2 separate regions of the Zea mays genome follow, and region 1 is linked to region 2. Evidence: chromatin contacts called from public Hi-C data. All regions are on one chromosome and are shown on one strand. Each heading gives the region's core, a stretch centred on a gene start, on an enhancer-like site or on the middle of the called end of the contact. The rest is flanking DNA. Distances are from core to core; before and after follow the strand shown.

Region 1 (2,987 bases), core at 450-2,949, 190 kb before region 2:
TGGAGTCGGCGCCGGTGAGGTCGCGCACGGCCTCGAAGCGGTTAGGCACGCTCTGGTACGTGGGCAGGGCCTCCTCAGTGATCATGTTGCCCACCAGGCACACCAGGTGGGCGTCGGGCACGCTGGCCGCCCGCGCGCGGAGCTCGCGGCACGCGTCGTGGAAGCCCTCGTCGCCCAGCGCCGCCGGGTCCGGGAGCATGTCCGACGGCTGCCACGCCTCCTCCGCGGGCTTCAGCAGCGGCAGCACGTGCGCCTCCGCCCACGGCTCCAGGTGTGCTAGCACCTCCAGCTTCTCCGGGGCCAGGTACCCCATCCATTCCTGCTCTTCGTCCTGCTTCTCCCGCCGCTTGAGGACAGGGACGGCCATGGTCGTGGTCCCCGTGCTGCTATGACTGCTCCTGCACCTCCTGCATCAACACGTATGCGTGCTCAACCCTCAACGTTCGTGACATTTCACATGAGAGTGCACTATTTTTAAGAAACATATAAGTGTTTGGTGTATATAGTATACACATTGAATTGCATCTATTCATCTCAAATTCATTGTCCTCCCATAACTCTCCCTTTTCTTTGTCATGTATATTTTACAAAGAACATCCCAACCACTTGCACCCTTCCCTAGTAAAAAAAAGAGAAACAAGAAACATGATGTTGGATATGAAATGGAAAGGACCATATACACCGATATGTTTCTCTAATTTTAATATATCCTACATGATACAGTATGCCACATGGATCCAAGAACATACAGTAGAATAACATCAAAATAGAATTACTACAACATTTTTACCTGTATTTCATGTGCTTGGTGAATTATCCGTTGGGCTATATTTGTATGCCACATGAATTACTCGTTTCATACTGTCATACAACAGAGGCGTAGCTGGTGGGTGGTCCGGGTGGTCCATGGCATACCCTTAGCCAGCCCACTGGACCACCAGTCTAGAGACAATACGACACCAATAGTCCATAGGGTATATGAGAGTGGGAGACCAGCAGTCAAGCCGCCACCTGATGGAAGATCATCACAAAAATAAAAGCAACAACAAGGTGGCAGGTGCGCGGCATGCCCCCACCATCGCCGCTAGTGAGCGCTGTTGTTCGGCTCTCCTCCAGTCCCTCTTAGACCTTAGCCCTGAGCTTACAGGAAGAGATGGTGAATTTGTAGCAAACCCTAACTTTTTCTCTGCAATTTTGATCCATGATGTTTAGTTTTTTAAAAGATTTTTTAGGTAAACTTGAAGTTCTTATGGCATACCTCATGAAAAAATCCTAGCTACGCATACAACAAGTAGTTTTTTTCATTATTTGACTCTTAAAAAAATTAGGAATTATAGTTCGTGAATTATCCGTTGGGCTATATATACTTGCATGAGCTTGTCCTATAAAACCATCTAAAAATATATACACCTAAAATACAACAACTCCGTTATTGTAATAAGTCACACAAATTAAACAAGTAGCTAGTAGTATGATATATAATGTATTGTAAGTACTACCAGTGGATGATCTGTGGGAGGGTGACTCTTGTTCTTGCCGATGATGCAAATTTGAAGCAGTAGTAGCTGTCTTTAGCATTTGCTGGTTTGTAGGATACTCCATGTCCAGCCACAGCAAGCAGTGGTGTTGTTGCCGCCATGGCTGCTCAAACTCGTAGAAGGTAGTATGAATAGGAAGGGACGAAATGGAAGGCGAGCTAGACGAGGTGCCCGGGTTTGGTCGCTGAGATGTGCTGCGGAGGAGGCCGACCGTGGAGCTGCATATTTATAGAGGATAGAGCGAGCTCGCCACTTTCCACCACCGACTTTAATTACGTCGTCGTCACCACTAGGAAGAAAACGGTTGCAATAAATCCCCTTCCGTTTATCCCAATTTTTATATGCTATCTCTCAAATTCGTATTAACGGTTGTTTCAACTGTTTTTTATTTTTTTTCGGTTTTTGACAAATCTGAAAAAACACTAGTAGAAAAAAGCTCTAACCTTACGGTGATGCCTAATTTTTACAGGCGATTTTGATTATCAACCGTCAGTGCTATTTTTACTGTCGGTTAATTAAAAAACTGTCACAAAAATCATATTCTTATAGGCGGTTCGTTAAGAAAACCATATGTAGAAATCCATGATTTCTAGTGGCGCTATTCTCAAGAAACCGTCACTAGAAATCGATTTCTAGTGACAATTTTCTTAAGAAACCGCCGCTAGAAATCATTTTTTCCTTAGTTTTTTGAGTTTTTAAATGACTTCGGATGATAAAACTACTAAAATAATGTTGTCGATCTCGAAAAGTTATGAAACTTTATAGTTGACAACTTCTTTATTTGAAATCATCTCGACTCTCAAAAATTACATTCAAATTTGTCAAATTCGAAATGCAAATTTTGAAAACGACATCAGATGGAGAAAGTATCAAAACCAAAGTTATAGAACTTGAAAAGTTATTCAACTTTGTAGTTGACAACCTTTTTGTTTGAATTTATTTACGGCCTCAAATAGTTAATTTACGCCCAGTTGATAATAATATGTGAGCAACAAAATTGTAACCTAAGCACAAGGCATGTCATAGGTAGAGTGGTAGAGGAGGCTTTGTGCGAGGTTGAGGTTGAGGTTGTGGGTTCGATTCCTAGCTGCCACAATTCCACAACTTGATTTTCACTGGCGGTTTCATTACGTCGACCACCAGTTCAGGAAATCGATTTCCACTGCGGTTCTCAATTAACCGTTTGTGAACTACTGGCGGTTATGGAAAATGTCAGTACAAATATGTTCACAATCGTCTCTATAGCTTTCAGTTCTTCCATTTTTTTGCCACGGTATACAACTTTTATCTTTGTAGGTTATCCAGTTTTAGAAAGTACGATAATACAACACAATCATCTCTCTACTATAGAACTGATCTTCATTGTCGGTCCATCACTACTAGTTTCTTTGCAGCCTATAGTGATAACCTTTCACTACCTGCGGTTCTTAATTTAAAAATCTAAAAATG
Region 2 (3,387 bases), core at 773-3,272:
AAATCTTTGTGCTCTTCTAACGACCCATTAGCCATCAATGATAGAAGAAACATTCCTGCATCAGAAAAGAAATAGACAAAACATTTTCAGATGGTTCCCATAACCGAACAGTCAAATGTATTATTTGATTTAAATGCTGATTGCACATAATGATTTAAGTCAAGAGATGATTGGAAAAAAGACATGATTTCCTCTGAATTTCTGTATGTCCTTGTGACAATGTTACATCAAACCAGCTAAATCAGTTAAAACCATCAAGAACCTTCTCTTGTAAATTGTAACTGAAATTAAGTACTTTGCTAATTTGCAGAACCAGCTACTTTCAGTAGTACTGTTTGGGGTTTCGAATCCTGGCTACTTCATCAGCAGAAGTCATTAAGGACCAGCCACATAAGAACTTTGTTAAGGTAGTGAATAGTGACAGATCGAGCACCATTTCTCCATGAGGAATTTCATTGTAGAGTTGGTGATACACATGCAAAGAGATGTATAGAACTAACATTGAAACAAGTTATTGATCTTTTGTTTTGATCTTATAGTTTGACAAAAATATTTTTTTTGAAACACGCAGCAGAACTGCGTGTCATTTTATCAAGAAAGGAAAGAGGTATTCCCCTAGGGGTTTAAAAGCCCCCAAGGAAAACAATACAACACACACTTGCAAAAGCAAGATAGGCACACAACCACGACCCTTAGGAGCCAGCCCTCAGGACAAAATCCTGGAGGGGCAACCCTCCAGCCAGACACCACAAATGCCATTCAATGGCCACGGACTAAATCACACTTTGTGTATCCGGTCTAACTCTCTAAATAACACAGGCATTCCCTATGCTTCACCAGCTCCTAGGAGACTAGCACCACCAAGGAATTAAGGGAGTGTTTGAATGCACTAGAACTAATGGTTAGTTGGATAAAAAAATACTAGTTAAATTAGCTGGCTAACTATTAGCTAATTTGCTAAAATTAGCTAATAGTTGAACTATTAGCTAGACTGTTTGAATGTCTACAACTTAATTTAGCAGCTAACTTGCCTAACTATTAGCTCCGGTGCATTCAAACATGGCCAAAATCCCTTCCATGCCTCTTTAGGCAAAGATGTGGATGCTCAACACCACAAGGAATTTAACTATCAGCATCAAGCGGCCTCACAATCGGATTTAATCTTTGTAGCACCAAAGTCCAGACGGACCAGACCTCCTAGGCAAACACACAGGAAGAAAGCACATGGTTGGTTGTTTTCACTGCTTGGTCACAGAAGAGGCAGGCCGGCTGATGGGGCAGCGTTTGGCCAAAGCCAAAAGGTTTGAAACTGCTCGGAACATGCTTTTATGCTCATAACAAATTTATATTCTGCCGACTGAGGGTAGAAATCTCATACTATCATCAAACTAAATGCGTGGCTTTTTTTTCTCAGCAGGGGTCTCTTTAGTTCCCGTACTTCGAGATATCTTTTTTAAGATATTCTTCCATTGTATTCTATCGTAGCCTCGTACAGAATGTGATGCAACTGGAATTAATCATCAAGAGCTAATAACCGGCAATCAAAAAAGGGATGAATCAATTGACACTTCAATGTGCAGTGCTTTTATAATTTATAGTACAGCTACCCGAGCCGCTGTGCTACGCAAAGCACTAACGCAGTGTAGAGGGGCGAACCGGCGACGGGCACTGCCGTGCACCGTGCTTGCGTGCTGGATAGGCCCGGGGCCTGGTTGCTGCGGATGCCGCCGTAATCCTGCGGACGCCTCCGCACCAGCCGCCAACCGCCGAAGCCGGGCAGCGGGAACTCTGGAAGAAGAGCAGGCGGGAACTGCAACCACAGGAGTCAAGGGCGCCTGCTGGCTCGCATTTGCGGAGGAGGTCTCCGAGTCTGGTGGTCCGCCGGCTCGGCGGTTGGCCAGCTGCCTGCCGAGTCGAACTGCGGTCTGCAGGGCGCCGTCGCCGAACGAGGAGGCGATGAGGAGCGCGCTGTTTGTGTTTAGCTGGTGGAGCTGGGCTTTCCAGGCCTCTTTTTTCAGAAAGGTGGGCTGCCTTACAGCCCAATCGCCCATGAGGTAGCAGCCCAATCAAAGGAGCAGCCTCCCTGCCATCGCCGCGCGAGAGAATGCGCTATTTGCTTTTCGCAAAATTGCCATATCTATAATTCATATGTTCAAACAGACCCATAATTTATAGACTCGGTGCTAATTATAAACGCTGACTAAGAGCAACTCTAAGAGACTAAAGGCATGTTTGGTTCACTACCTCAGTTGCCACATTTTACCTAACTTTTGTGCCTAAGGTTAGTTTTTCAATTCGAACGACTAACCTTAGGCAAAGTGTGGCACATTTAGCCACAAACCAAACAGACCTTAAGTATATATGTTTGTAAAGATAAATTTAGCTAATATTAGAAGAAAAGTGTGTCCAATAGACTCTATAAATGAATCTTCAAATTTAGTGGCTTTCTATCCCTCCACCTTCGTTCTCTATTTTTGGATAGCCTGCTTCACTCTCCATTCAATCTGTAGGTTTACCGAGCCTGTTGGATTAACATACACTTTTTCTGTAAAATCGATTTTAGAGTATCTAAATCGGTAAATTTTACTAGCCTTTTTAGCTAATCTCTTGGAGTTGCTCTAATATGCAATCTATACTACTCAAGGGCGTACACAACGTCCGTGCCCCTGCCCCGTCTTGCCTCTACTGTGCCCCGCATCATCTCCCTGCGTGCTCCGCCCCCATTCCAGCGCCCCTCCAACCTCGGTGTCTTCTTCCATCGACAACCAGCCTTCGATGACTATGTCAGGCCATTCATGCGTCGCCCCCTTCCCGACGTGATGGTCGTGCCCCACCCACCCCCATCCCTAGCGCGATGTGTCGCTTCCGCCCTGTTGGGGGCCTTCGTCTTCCGAAGGTCCTCAAAAACATGATTTAACAATGTTTCTGGAGTGTATTACATGACCAGGTATCTTCGGACTTGGAGCAGAACCACAGTGTGATAAGCACGAAGAATACGAAGGTTGACGCAGAGCCGAAGCAATGCGCAAAGGAGCTTCGATATGATAGCAGAAAAGGGAACTGACTTTAAAGGGAAAATGCTATTTAGACCTTGATGGGTCACTATAGAGTCATTAGCAAATGTAAAGGGCATGGGTGTAATTTTACATGGGCTGCGTCCCGTGCCTATAAATAGATAAACAGTGCTCCTGCACTGTTCATGCTGACTTGGCATTTGCTTTTGCGTCACGCTCGTACTTTTACCTTCTTTCAAGCCGAAGGTACATTTGTAACTTGATATCATTTCTATTTTTCTATGATAATAAAATAGAAATGAGCTGATAATGATACATAATTGTTCATGTTACCTTTCACATTTCATGTGATTCTCTTTTCATTATCGTATGC

Evidence for each region. A called contact is a pair of places that touch in the nucleus more often than the background predicts.
Region 1: a contact with region 2 is called in a Hi-C map of leaf, with 8 times the contacts expected there. The contact joins the promoter of LOC100382139 here to the promoter of LOC103641135 in region 2. A contact is called at or near these places in 8 of 25 Hi-C or Micro-C datasets (bundle sheath, ear, leaf and 1 more).

Annotation. Positions count from the first base shown.
Region 1 is chr10:62,807,660-62,810,646 of Zm-B73-REFERENCE-NAM-5.0, reverse strand. It overlaps LOC100382139 (stearoyl-acyl-carrier-protein desaturase10), which reads right to left and starts at 1,699. Exons shown (of 2, transcript NM_001174900.1): 1 at 791-1,699; 2 at 1-407. The coding sequence starts at 801.
Region 2 is chr10:62,617,098-62,620,484 of Zm-B73-REFERENCE-NAM-5.0, reverse strand. It overlaps LOC103641135 (pentatricopeptide repeat-containing protein At2g26790, mitochondrial), which reads right to left and starts at 2,022. Exons shown (of 5, transcript XM_035963382.1): 1 at 1,608-2,022; 2 at 1-55.